Regions from separate parts of the Sus scrofa genome. Here region 1 is linked to region 2. The links are chromatin contacts, called in public Hi-C maps. All regions are on one chromosome and are shown on one strand. Each heading gives the region's core, a stretch centred on a gene start, on an enhancer-like site or on the middle of the called end of the contact. The rest is flanking DNA. Distances are from core to core; before and after follow the strand shown.

Evidence for each region. Hi-C and Micro-C count contacts between places; a contact is called where the count stands out from the background.
Region 1: a Hi-C map of subcutaneous adipose tissue shows a contact between it and region 2, with 2.8 times the contacts expected there. The contact joins two enhancer-like sites. A contact is called at or near these places in 15 of 47 Hi-C or Micro-C datasets (embryonic fibroblasts, epiblast stem cells, fetal liver and 9 more).

The regions. Positions count from the first base shown.
Region 1 is chr17:20,481,178-20,488,472 of Sscrofa11.1, reverse strand. The region is part of intron 1 of LOC110257380 (a long non-coding RNA gene); the gene reads left to right. Among named protein-coding and RNA genes, the nearest start is that of TRNAC-ACA, 320 kb to the right of the region's middle. Within about 2 kb of position 4,627, at least 18 of the 83 cell types and tissues checked have an H3K27ac peak or open chromatin away from gene starts, as enhancers often do. A contact at or near this core is called in subcutaneous adipose tissue, where this site is marked.
Region 2 is chr17:19,491,579-19,498,489 of Sscrofa11.1, reverse strand. All of the region lies in intron 2 of SLX4IP (protein SLX4IP), which reads right to left. Among named protein-coding and RNA genes, the nearest start is that of SLX4IP, 130 kb to the right of the region's middle. Within about 2 kb of position 4,364, at least 27 of the 83 cell types and tissues checked have an H3K27ac peak or open chromatin away from gene starts, as enhancers often do. A contact at or near this core is called in subcutaneous adipose tissue, where this site is marked.

The sequences.
Region 1 (7,295 bases), core at 3,378-5,877, 990 kb before region 2:
CGTCAATAAATAACTTTAGTACCACCTTCAGGAAATTCCAGCAGATAAATTTTTCTGAGACAACAGCTCACTTGGGCAAACATCTCGTCTGTCAAATGTCTTCTCACTTTAAGACCCTCGCTTCACCATGTAATAATTCATGTCCATTCCCCGTCGCTCAAGCCAAGCAAGGAGAGACCTCAAGAACTTATGAAGGTACTTTCTGACCCTCCCCTCTGGGTCACTGCTGAAACTCCACAAATCTGATGGTCTCTCTTATAGCATTAATTTTTAGCTTTGATTTATGTACATTTTGGTAATATTCTGAAGGAATTCAGCAGAGCAAAATGTCATAAGGTCCAGCTGATAGTTCAACAGACACTGGTAAAAACGTAGTATGTGAAGGATACACCAGTAAAAGTACAACAGGAATACATAGAAGCATCTCAGAAATGACGCTTAGAAACAGTCATCTCAGGAATGGCATCAGGTAGAAGAGAATCATTTTTCATCCACGAGTTTCTGCATTGTTTCAATTTGACATCGGGATTTTGCCTTGACAAAACCTAAACATTTACGCTATGTGAAAAGATAGAAAGGATCAGAAGCACAAAATTCAGCCCTAAAAGATTATTCTTTGGTAATTCTGGAATATGCCATCCAATGGGCGTCTCAAAATTTTGCGTGATTTAACTGGATTTGGGGAGTTCTCACTGTGGTACAGTGGACTAAGGATCTGGCATTGCTGCAGTTGTGATGTAGGTCACAGCTGCAGCTCAGATTTGATCCCTGGCCTGGGAACTTCTATATGCCACAGGTGCAGACAACCCCCCCCCAAAAAAAAACACCTTATCCTGCTAGTATCTGGTCCATAGTAGGTATTCAAATTATTTAAACATTTGTGGTAATGTGTTTACATTGGAATCTCACAGCAGTTCAAAACACTTTGGTATTTTCAGTGGCTAAGATCCTGTTTCTTCATTGGTCTGATTTGAGTTTCAAGTGAATCAGTAATCCATTTTAGGGGTGTGTTTGGTGACCCTCCTTTGGGATCAGGAATGATGTTGGGGATGGAAGAGAAACAGAGACATTAGCCTGCTTACAGGCTTTTTTAAGTTCACTCTGAGCCCATTCCTTTTTTTTTTTTTTTTTTTTCTTTTGGATTTTTAGGACTGAAGCCGAAGACTTATAGAAGTTCCCAAGCTAGGGGTTGAATCAGAGCTGCAGTTGCTGGGCTACGGGGGATCTGAGCTGCATCTGTGACCTACGTCACAGCTCAAGGCAATGCTGGATCCCTGACCCACTGAGCAAGGCCAGGGATTGAACCCGCATCCTCATAGATACTTGTCCTATTCGTTTCTGCTGCACCACAAGGGGAGCTTCATGAGTCTATTCTTGAGGATTCAGTGCCACCAGGAAAACGTGTGTGGCAGGAAAGGTAACTCCCTTCCAGAGAGGACCTTCCTTGAGGAATCCTGGCAGGTGGCCTCCAGCTGCTGTCTGTTGGCATCTGCAGCATCCTTCATGTGCAGACACACTTTTCTTGGGACACCCCTAGCCTTTTCCTGAGGACAATGAAGAGGCAGAGTGAGGTCATCCCCACCCAGAGCAGGACCCCCTTCCCCGGACAGTCTTAGCTCTGGGGCTGCCCGATGCCCAGCCAGGACTTTCTCGGAACCCATGCTGTGGCTGGAGACTCTTCCAAGCCTCTCCTACCTTCTGTCCCCTCTCAGAGGTATCAGTTGTGAGCCTAAGACTTCCTCTCCCCACTGCTCTTCCCTCCCCACGTTCTCCTTCCTGGGCGCTTCCCCCACAAACCTGCTGCACACCTGCTTCTCTGTAGGCACCTGCTTCTCAGAACACCTGAACTGAAATCTGGTTAGAGCTGAGGAATTAGTTCATGGTGGCGAGGGGAGAGTGGACACTTGCCTGCTTCATTCCAAAACCTGGAACTGTGTCTCTTGGCTCCTTTTCCTCTTAGTGCTTACAAGGAAATTAAGCCCATTCATTACCCTTTGTGAAATTTTCCTGGAGGAGTGGCAAGGATTTGCCTGCCTCCTTTCCTAGTCAGCTCCTTGGAGGATCTAATTCACACACAGAACATGGACCCTGAGCAGCTGATCCTTATTTTCATAAATTTTCTTAAAGAGAGACTCAGCATGGATAGGTGAGGTGCTGGTTCTGTGCACAAGCACAGCTTGTGTGATGTGGATTGTAGGAGAAAAAACCCTGTAGGGAGTTCCCATTGTGGCTCAGCGGTTAATGAACCTGATTGGCATCCATGAGGACGTAGGTTCCATCCCTGACCTTGCTCAGTGGGTTGAGGATCTATCATTGCCATGAGCTGTGTTGTAGGGCACAGATGGGGCTCGGATCCAACGTTGCTGTGGCCCTGGCGTAGGCTGGTAGCTACACCTCCGTTTGGACCCCTAGCCTGAGAACCTCCATATGCTGTGGGTGTGGCCCTAAAAAGAGAGACAAACAAACAAACAAACAAACAAAAACCCACAAAAACCCTTTGTGTGAGGTATAGACAGGATCCAGGCCACTGTGGTTGGCAGACACATGCGGCACCCAGACCCCCCACCTGGCTGTGTTTGTCCATCGAGTCTCAACCCTGATGGATGAGCCTTACTCTGGAGCTGCCTGCTAGGTGGGCACTGGTTCCCTGGATGGTCCTTGCAGTTCAGCTTCTCCTCTGCCTTCCACACATGCTGGTCCCAAAGGAGCAGCCTGAACCCCATACTCTGCTTTGGCATTTGATTCCCAGGAACCCGCCCTGCATCAGGCCCTGAGTGCCAGTGTGAAAGAAAAGGAAAACACAGAGGCTATATAAATGACTTTAAGGAAGTCGTGGCATGTGGGGAAATAACAGCAAACAGAGATGTGTTGGTTTCTTAGAAGACATTTTATAACCCTCGGTGGCTACTTTGAATGATCAGTACATGCATTGTACGGAACAGGAAAAGAAATATCATTGGCTCACAGCATCCAGTAACGTAGCTATATGCATGCAAGCTTTCCCTAAGACCTGGATGTGTGTGTGGGAGCCACTTTTCATGGAACTTCATGTCCGCAGGCGCATCAGAAGAAAGATAATCCCTTTCTGCCCCTGGAAAGTGTATTCTGACAGAGGAGGCAAGTCAAATAGATATATTTTTTAGTCTAAAGAAGGAAGCGACATGAAGCAGATAAACTGCCAGATGAAATTTTATTGGGCAAGCATATTTCAAGTGTCCAGGGAGAAAGAAGGCTTCAGAAGAGCTTTCTGAGTAAGCGACTCTGGAGATAAAACCCCAAGGAGAAGTTGTGGTGGAGATGAGTTGGGAGTGGGAAATGCTGAAATGGCTTCTGGCTGCAGAGGGGGAATCACATTTGCTGCAGGTGGACCCGGGGGGCAGTGGGATTTCATGATTCATATGCTCAGGGGTCTGGGTGGGGTCCAGCGCTGTCATAGTGACTCTGCCATCAGCATCATCTGTCATGAAGCCCTGGGTCTCAGGAGCTTCATCTATAAAACAGGTTTTAAAAGATACCGATTAATGTTGTGAGGCTTAAACACATGTGTTTGGGGAAGCCCTCCAAATAGGTTGGCTAATGTGGTGTTTGGGGAAAGCCTGGGTCAGTTAGCCCAGGTACAAGAGGAGGTTGGTTAATATCTTCTGTGTTAACCAGAAGCCATCAGGGAGCCCCGGGTGCTCAGAAAAGCAGAATTTAGAGGGGAGAGTGTGCATTCTTGGGGTCGAGTCATCTTCTGTGGGCCCATCAAGGTGGAAATATACACCGAGGCCTCAGAGATGGTCCCTCCCCCTCCCTGCGACTGTCACCTATGCCCTGTCCATTTTGCTTTTTAGGGCTGCACCTGTGGCATATGGAGGTTCCCAGGCTAGGGGTCGAATTGGAGCTACAGCTTCTGGCCTACACCACAGCAACGTGGGATCCAAGCCGAGTCTGTGACACACAGCTCACGGCTACGTTGGATCCTTAACCCACTGAGCGAGGCTGGAGATCAAACCCATGTCCTCCTGGATACTAATCAGATTTGTTTCCGCTGCGCCACAATGGGAACTCCTATGCCCTGTCCTTTAACACAAGTTCTTAATCTTTTATTTGTCTCAGTCTCCGTTGTCTGTGACAGTGACCTGTAAACGAAATGTAGGTTGTCACCTAACTTGAGGTGCTGAAAAACATACTAAAGTAGTTAGAATGCTGAGAAATTATTGCCTACCCTAAACACACACACACACACACCCACCCGCATAGAAATATTTCCATGACAACCTCTGCGCCGGTCTTCTTTTGGGAAAAAAAAAAAAAAAAAAAAAAAAAAAAAAAAAAAAATCCAACATTTAGCCAGCAGATGGCGACAGTTGATCATATTTAAACTACAGGTGAACTGGGTTTTAAGAAGCTGTGTTTGGAAGCACTGCCCTCCTTAGTTACTTTTTGTTTGTTGTTTTCTTCTCTTTTCAATAAAGTCAAGATTGCAACTCAGAGCAGAATTAAAAGCAATCACCCAGGTAATTGTAAGGAAACATACCCACTTGAAGTAGGGCTTCAGGCCTTCAAGACTGTAGTTATGTTGACTTTCAAGCACTTTTTAAGAGCACGTTTGGGAAGGGGGAGGAGTAAAGGGCCCAATACTTTGGACGGTCGCCCAGCCCAGTGTAGGTAGCTTGACTAACATCGCCCTTCTTTCTGGAGTGCTCAGAGGCATCCAAGATGTGTTCTTTGTATTTTGCTCTTACATATAATTATTGGCAGAAATTGCAGGCCCAGCCCCTAGAGGTTTTACAGCTTACAGGTCATAAACGTTCTTAATGTTTAATTCTTTTCAGAGCTACACAGAGCTGCCGGAACTCCAGGGCTGAGTTTAGCTTCAGGTTATCTGTCTACTCTCTTCAACAATGTGCCCTCCGATGGGGTGGGAGGGGATTCTGTGCCGGGATGTGGGGAGAAAAGCCATGAGCATGTCCAGTCTCTCTGGACAGAAACTTCTTGTATTGTAATGCTGGGACCCACAGTTATCCACAGGGCAAAAAGAAGGGCTAAGGAGAAGACAGGAAGAGTTCATAATGTAAGCCAAGTATATAGTTATTTGTGAAGGTCAATGTCAGGATCGTGGAAGTTGACAAAATATGTCTGTGACCGGAAATGGAAATTGTCCACATGCTGACTGAATATTTCCTCACTTTTAAAGACGACATTAAAATGGAAGCCCCTTAGCTGTTTTTTTTTTTTTTTTTTTTTGTCTTTTTGCCATTTCTTGGGCCGCTCCCACGGCATATGGAGGTTCCCAGGCTAGGGGTCTAATCGGAGCTGTAGCTGCCAGCCTACGGCAGAGCCACAGCAACGCAGGATCTGAGCCGAGTCTGCAACCTACACCACAGCTCACAGCAACGCCGGATCGCTAACCCTTAGCTGTTTTTTAAGGATCAGTATTTTAAAGTGTTCTATTGCTTTAGGATCTTGACAAGAGAGAGAGGAGGCCTGTATTTCCCAGCAGGCAAGGTAAAGCTAGAAGGCCAGAGACAAGGAGTGGAGGAAGTGGTGTATATATGTATGTGCGTGTGTGTAAAAATATTCTTTGCTTTGTGCCACAGCTTTCTGAATTTTGGCTCTACCATAAAGCTTGCTGTTACTTTGAGACCTAAATGAAATACCTTTGTGCCCCTACACAAAATCCTTCCAGTTATCTAACATGTTATATTCATCTGCTTAATGCAAGTATTGAAAGACAAAACAACATATAGAAAGCTCACAAGGACCAATTTTTAATGAAAGGTTTCAGAGTTAATTCTTACCTTGTAATTTTATTCCAGTTGATCTTTTCACTGAATACCCCAAAAATATTTTTAAACAGTTGGCCATGAAACAGTATACCTCTAACATCTGCTTGTTTGTAGAAATGTAAAAACCCTAGATGGGACTACATAAGGAAAAGAAAAAAAAGAAAAGAGAAAAATCAACGTAGAACATAGGTAATTTCAAAGACACTCATTCAAAAGTACCAACTATCTTTTAAAAATCTGAATCTAAAAATATTCTTTAGACCTTTGACTGAATTTAACACACCCTGCTTTTTTTAAGCCAAAAAAAAAAAAAATACAAAAATTTGATCACAGTTCTTCATATATTAATGTGGCACTGGAAACTATCCAAAGGTTAAAAATCAAGGAAATCATTTAGCAAATGAAGGCATGCTCATTCATGAAGATGTTTTATTGCTAAAATAAGTAATTGACATGAAAATGTATGTTCTTAATATTATTTAAAAATGGAAAGGTATAGTGTTGTACAAGAAGTATGAATGCTCAAACACCGTCAATTAAAAAACAATGTCATAGAAAATAAAACCAGAAGAAAATTTGCTAATCCATCCATAGTAGAAGTACTTAGGAGTGATGTTTCAGTTACTATTTGAAAAATGGCTGTATTATTTCCTTCTTCAGTTTAATGGCTTTATGCTTTTTATTAGGATGCATAGAGCCTTTAAACTGAAGAAGGTTTTATTAAGATGCATACAAGACACATGAAGATGTAGTTTAAGTTGTGTGTATCTGTGTTTCTAGTCTCAGTTTATTCTTTCTCAAAATGAAGGCATTCTGAGTTCCCAGTGTGGGGTATGGGATCTGTGGCATCTCTGCAGTGATGAAGGTTTGATCCTTGGCCTGGCATAGTGGGTTAAAACAATACAGTGTTGCTGTTGCTGTGGCATAGGTTCCAATTGCAGCTCAGATCTGATCCCTGGCCCAGGAACTCCATATGTTGCAGAGCAGCCCAAAAAGAAAAAAAGAAGGCATTCTGGTATCCCATGGGTCTATAGCATAACAACACTCTGAGTATTAAAAAAGATAAAAATACGGAGTTCCCATCGTGGCTCAGTGGTTAACAAATCCTATGAGAAACCATGAGGTTATGGGTTCAATCCCTGGCCTCTCTCAGTGGGTTAAGGATCCGGCATTGCTGGGAGCTGTGGTATAGGTCACAGACGTGGCCTGGATCCCGCGTTGCTGTGACTCTGGCTTAGGCCGGTGGCTATAGCTCTGATTCAACCCCTAGCCTGGGAACCTCCATATGGCATGAGTGCATCCCTAGAAAAGACAAAAAAAAAAAAAAAAAAAAAGATAAGAATACTTAAAAAGACTAGTAAGAGTTTACCTGTATTTTAGAGGTGGCTCAGTAAGTTTGTTACTAAAATAAGACTCTTATTTAGGGAGAAACTTGCATCTATTTGTGATGCAGAAATAGAAATAATAGGCAGACCCTTCTTCCCTTATGGTAGAGGTTTCCCTTCCTATAAGATAGCAGCGTGT
Region 2 (6,911 bases), core at 3,115-5,614:
GCTTAGTGGGTTAAGGATCTGGCCTTGCCACTGCTGTGACTCTGCTGGTTCAATCCCTGGGGTGGAATTTCTGCATGTCGCAGGCATGCCCCCCCCCAAAAAAAACAAACTAAATAAGTTGCATTCAAATATGCTACAAAGCCCATCTCCTTTCTTATTCTAGAGGCTAGTGCTGTCTAACATTCAGGAAAAAAAAAAGGAAATCTTTATATCTGCACTGTTGAATAAGGACGTCCACAGCCATATATGGTTACTGAGTATGTGAAATATGGCTATTGTGCCTGAGAGGCTGGATGTTTAATCTTATTTTATTTCAATCTAATTTAAACAGCCAGATGTGGCTAGCAGCTGCATGGCATGGCTACAGACCTGTAAAAAGGTAGAGCCGCATAAATTCTTAAACCATAAGAGTAAAGTAATCTGAGAATTTCAAGATAATTGAACTGTACTTAGAAAGGCACTGTGGGCCAGTTTACAGTTAGCACGGAAAGTCAATCTGTACTTCTTGGGCTAAATTTTTTTGTTGTTGTTTTGGTTTGGTTTTTGTTTTGCTTTAATTCTGAACGACAATTCAATGGTGAAAGGAAAGTATTTTCAACAAATGCTGTGAGAATGCCAGATATAATAGGGAAAGAAAATAAACTTGATACCTACATCGTATCATACACAAAAACTGATCTGAGATGAATCACAGACCTAAACATAAAAAAAACCAAACCTATCTTCCTGACCTTGAAATAGGAAAAAATTTCTTAAACAGGATCCAGAAAGCATTAAGAAGGAAGAAAAAAATCATTACCTTAGACTTGACCAAAATTAAAAACTTTTGCTTGATCAAAAACAAAAACTTTTTGTGGCACAGTGGGTTAAGAATCTGACTGCAGTGGCCTGGGTTGCCGCAGAGGCGTGCGTTTGATCCCCAGCCTAGCACAGTGGGTTAAAGGATCAGGCATTGCCACACTTGCAGCTCAGATTCAATCCCTGGGAACTTCCATATGTCATGGGTGTGGTCATGAAAAAAAAAAAATTTGCTCATCGAAAGACACCATTAATAAAATGGATATGCATGCCACATACTGGGAGAAAATATTCATACATGCCTATGTCTGACACAAAGGACTAGAATCTAAAATGTGTGAAAAACACTCCTACGAGTTGATGTTAAAGAAACAACCCAAGCTTGAACAGACACTTCACAATTAAGATAAATAATCGGCAAGTAAGCACGTGGAAAAAAGTGTCCAACATCATTAGTCGTCAAGCAAATGCAAATTAACACTGAGAGACACAGCTAACTACACACCTACCACAACGACTACAGTGAAAAAGACTGATGCACACCAAATGTAGATGAGGGTGGGAGCAATCCAAACACACACACTGCTAGTGGTTCAGCCACCTCAGCAAATGGTCTGTCAGTTTCCCATAGTTAAACACACACGGATTTACCACCCAAGCCAGCAATTCCACCTCAGGTATTTATTTACCCAAGAGGTAAAACAAATGTGCGCACAAAGACATGTATACAAAGGTATGTGAAAGTTTTATTTGCAAGAGTCAAAATGGAAGACAATCCCACAGTCTCTCTACAGGAGACTAAAGAAAGTGTGGTAGGTGTTCCTGTCGTGGCTCAGTGGAAGTGAATCTGACTAGTATCCATGAGGACGCAGGTTCAATCCCTGGCCTCCCTCAGTGGGTTAAGGATCAGGCATTGCTGTGAGCTGTGGTGTAGGTCGCAGATGCAGCTCGGATCCCACATTACTGTGCCTGTGGTATAGGCCAGTGGCTGCAGCTCCAATTGGACCCCTATCCTGGGAAGCTCCATATGCCACGGTGCAACCCTAAAAAGACCAAAAAAAAAAAAAAAAAGAAAAAAAAAGAAAGCATGGTACATTCATGCCACAGAATGCTCCTCACCAAGCCCAAAACAGACTAATCTCAACGTCGTTGCACTGAGCAAAGCCAGGCTAAAGTACGTCCTCTGTGATTCCACTGATATAAAGTTCTAGAAAAGCAAAATTAAATCTATGGTCAAAGTAATCAGAACAGTGCTTACCTATGGAGAAACTGATGGGAGAGCTTTGTGTGGTGATAAAAGTATTCTGTCTTGATAGACACTTAAGACCAGTTCATTCCCCTGCACATATGCTACATATCAATAAACAATTTTTAAAATATTTGTAAAAATACACTCATATTTGTTGACAGTTATTTAAGGTATAAGTTATGTCCCTGAAAATGTGCGGGTTTTAGGGGAGACCAAAGTGAACTTCCCTGGGTAATAAATTGTAAAGAATAATGAAAAATGGTCCTCCCACAACGTCAAACAGTGCAGTGTGACCCACGGAACTGCAGTTCAGTGTGTTGTAGCCAGCATTTTGTCTTAAGGAAATAGAGTTGAAGAGAATATTGCAGTGGGAGAAAAAATATCAATGGTTATACCTTGGTCAAGTCTTGTTTTGTGAAAGTTATGAATGAGCATACTGATTATAATATAAAGCCTATTCCTTACTGTGGGTTGTGGTCAAAAATTTTTGAAAACCATATTCAAATATACTGTTATTCTAAGTTTCTTCACAAATGTTGATTATAGAGTTAACCTTTAAGGAGTATGCTGCCACCAGGTGGAGGTCTTATGCCACAGCTACAGGATCTTAGCCAGGGGTTATTAACCTCTCGTGTGCCACGGACCTCTTCGGTCAGTTGTGAAGCTGATGAAACCTGCTCGTAATAATGTTTTTAAATGCATGGAAACACAGTGCATAGGATTCGAAAGGAAAACCAATTATGCTGAAGTATGGGTATCCATATTTTTAAAAAAAATCTGTCACATAGTAATGAATGGACTTGTTCAATAAAGCACTGGCTCTCTTCAGATAGTGGTGAATCTAAAAACTACGATAAATCCAAAGTAGTGATAAGCATAAATTACATTTTCAGATATCTATCACACTATATGAAAAGAGTTGTGATTTCTAATGGTAACAAATATTGCTAATTTATTGTGTTCTGCATTTTTCATTCATAATAAAAACAAAATTTAGGAGTTTCTATTGTGGCCTAGGGGGTTAAGAACCTGACTAGTATGTGTGAGGATGCCCGTTCGATCCCTTGCCTAGCTCTGCAGGTTAAGGATCCAGCATTGCCCTAAGCTCTGGTGTAGTTTGCAGATACGGCTTGGATCTGGCTTTGCTGTGGCTGTGGTATAGACCAGTGGCTACAGATACGGCTTGGATCTGGCTTTGCTGTGGCTGTGGTATAGACCAGTGGCTACAGATACAGCTTGGATCTGGCTTTGCTGTGGCTGTGGTATAGACCAGTGGCTACAGCTCCGATTTGATCCCTAGCATAGGAACTTTCATATGCCGCCAGTGTGGCCCTAATTTTTTTTTTTTCTTTTTAGGGCCACACCTGCAGCATATGGAGGTTCCCAGGCTAGGGGTCAAATCGGAGCTACAGCTGCCAGCCCATGACACAGCCACAGCAACACCAGATCCGAGCTGCACCTGTGAACTACATCACAGCTCATGGGCAACACCGGATCCTTAACCCACTGAGTGAGGCCAGGGATGGAACCCACAACCCCATGGTTCTTAGTCAGATTACTTTCTGCTGTGCCACAATGTGAACTCCCCTAATTTTTTAAAAGTTAAAAAAATAATTAGAACTTGATCAAAATAAAGATGTAACTTTTTTCCCATGCAAGTTCACCAACCCTCTGAATTCTATCATAAGCCTGTTGAGATTGCAGGTATCCTGGAACAAAAGCCCCTCTAAAGAGGGGAGACATGCCTCACACATGTTCTGCTGGGTTTCCCCCCTTCATCATCAGCAATGATAATATTTTTAAATTAAAAAAAAATTGATGTTTGAACAACTTGAACTGGAACTACGTAATAGTAACTTTCTAAAAAAAATTGAATAGTAAGGTCCAATTTGACATTTTTTCATTGCTTGTAATTTTGATCCCAAAGTAGTCTGGTTGGTTCCAAGCAGACTTATTAAAATTTTTTGTTGTTGTTTTTGTTTTTTTTTTAATAAATCACTGAATCTTACTCTGGTGCTCAGACTTTCCTGGGCTTCCTGCCAGACTCCCCGAGCCCCTTCCCCCATGCCGGGGCTCTCCCTCTGCAGCCAGCCTTCTGAGTTCTCCAGCAAGAGTTCTCTCCAACTCCCACACTAATCAGAGGTATTTTGCCTGTCTAAAGTTCCCTGCCTCAAAGCTTTGCTTCTTTTCTCCCATGAGTAAACAGAAGTGGGAAAAAAAAAAAAGAAAGAAAGAAAGAAAACCACCTCTGACTGCTGCCAGCAGCATGCCCCGCCTCCCACTCCCCCTTAATTAGGCTATTTCTCTCCCAGAGCAACTCTCCAGCTCTTCCAAGCAAAGCAGCACAGCAGAGTGAGCATCACTGGGTTCTCAGGCCTGAGCTGCTCCTTTCACACAGGCCAGGTTACCTCTCTCACAGCCCAGGGGCTACTAGAGACAGCTCTGCATCCCATGCCCTGGGCTGGGGCCCATCCCAGCTTCCTCCCCTGGCTACACCCAGAGGTTTCGGTCAAAAACCTGGGAGTCACCCCAACTCCTCCCTCCCCCCCTCCCCCCCCCGCACCACCATCGGTCACCACGCCTGGTCGATTTCACTTCTTCAAGAGCAAAGCACACGCCTCCTCTCTGGTTCCCTAGCTCACGTCATCTCCCACTTGGAACATCAGAGCCACTTCTCTGAGCCCTAGATGAGTTCTTCAGGCCTCCATGAGAGCCACGTCTGCCACACAGATGGAATGCCCAGACCTCAAGCCCCTGACAAGGCCCTCCTCTGCTTCCAGCACCCTCCCCCACATGCTCTTTGCCCTGTGCTTTCAAAGCACCTGGATGCTTCTGTGCTCAGAAGGCTCCCACGGATCCTCGAACCCTAGTGGAGGCGTGGCCATTTCTGTGGAGCTTTTCTGAACAGTCTGTCACTCCCTCCTCCAGGTCAGCACAGATGATTCTGTGGTCATTCCTGCACTGAGCGGCTGCTCCATAGGGGCGTTCCCTGTTATACTGTCAGCTCCTGGGTACAGGGTCTACACCGGTCCCCCTGTACCCTTGGAATCAGAGCAGAGCTGGCTCACAGTAAATGCCCATTGGTGAAGGGAAGGAAGGCAGGAACGAACAAGTGGCAGGACACCTAGGCCTTGTCTGCAAACTGGGGGCTCCAAGCCTGCTCTGGGGACAAGGTCATTCTGAGTGAGCCCAGGACACTGATGTGTCACAGAACTACTGTCTCCCTCCTTATTCTGGAGTGGCGACAACTATGTCATCACCAGTGACAACCACTCATTTTCCATATTTTGGAAAAAGCAAATTCAAGGATCCTAGGATTACCTCACCCCAAGCTCACTGCCAACTGAGCAAGTTGGTGATTTTTTCCTATCTCTTTCCAAAGAATTCCAAAGCCGAAACTTAACTATTACCAAGTCTTCAGCAGTGGGATATCTTGTCTAATTTTTTTTTTTTTTTTTTTTTTTTTGTCTTTTTAGGGCCACACCTGTGGCACATGGAAGTTCCCAGGCTAGGGGCTTGAAATGGAGATGCAGCTGCTGGCCTATGCCACAGCCACAGCAATACAGGATCTGAGCCTCATCTGCTACCTACACCGAAGCTTGAGGCAATGCTGGCTCCTTAACCCACTGAGCGAGGCCAGGGATCAAACTTGCATCCTCAGGGACACTATGTCAGGTTCTTAACCTGCTGAGTCACAATGGGAACTCTGTGTCTTGTTCTAATTTTACATGAAGTATAAAATGGAGGTGAAAATGCTAACACTTCTCATCCATGTAGATATCTCAGGTAGGTTCAGAGCTTCCTCACATTCATTCATTCATTCATGTATTCATTCATGTATTCATTCATTCATGTATTCATTCGTGTATTCATTCATTCATGTATTCATTCATTCGTGTATTCATTCATTCATGTATTCATTCATTCGTGTACGTATTCATTCCCTGCTGAGTTTCACGTGTACCCTGGGCCAGACCCTGAAAGAGGGAGGTCAGCACAGCTGGAGGCTGTGCATCGTGCATGCCCAGGACCAGATGTAGCTGAAGGACAACTCTGCCTGAGGGAGGCCAGGGAGGAGGGCATGAGGTCTCACCTGCATCCCCAGGAAGCAAGGGTAGCTAGTGATGGAGAAAGAAAAACGCACCCACACAGGGAAAGAGGCCCAAATAGCAGGGAGTGCTCTGGTAAGGCAGAAACAGGCCTGGTCAGCAGATGAGGCAGCAGGCAGGGGGACTCAGAGCAGAGAGGAGCCCGGGTCAGGCGGAGGGAGACTGGGGGTGGAAGTGACCAGGGCCAGGTGTACAGGTTTAAAGCAACCACAAGAGCCCAAACAAGAGGCAGCAGAAGGTGGTCCTGAGGTAAGAAGGAAAAGGCAGATTCGAGGGATACTCAGAAGACAGTCAAGAGGATATGGTTGGGTGCGGGGGCGTGGGGGGCAAGGGGGGCAAGGATGAACAGTTTCTTTTCTTTTTTTCTTTTAAGGGCCACACCTGAGGCATACAGAATTTCCCAGGCTAGGGGTCAACCTATACCACAGCCACAGCAACGCCAGATCCGAGCCGCACCTGTGACCTACACTGTAGCTCACGGCAATGCCAGATCCTTAACCCACTGAGTGAGGCCAGGGATCGAACCCGCATCCTCAGGGATTCTAGTCGGGTTTGTTACCACTGAGCCACAATGGGAACTCCAAGGATGGACAGTTTCAATTGTGCCCCCGGGGCTGCCTGCAGGCAGCTTCTCCATATGGGTCTGTTGAAATTGTCACTGGCATTATACAGGCACCTGGAATTAAGGATTTAAGGTAGCTTATAGTAACAGGGCAAAGATTTTCAAGGGGGGAACAAGTAGGAAAAACAAAGCG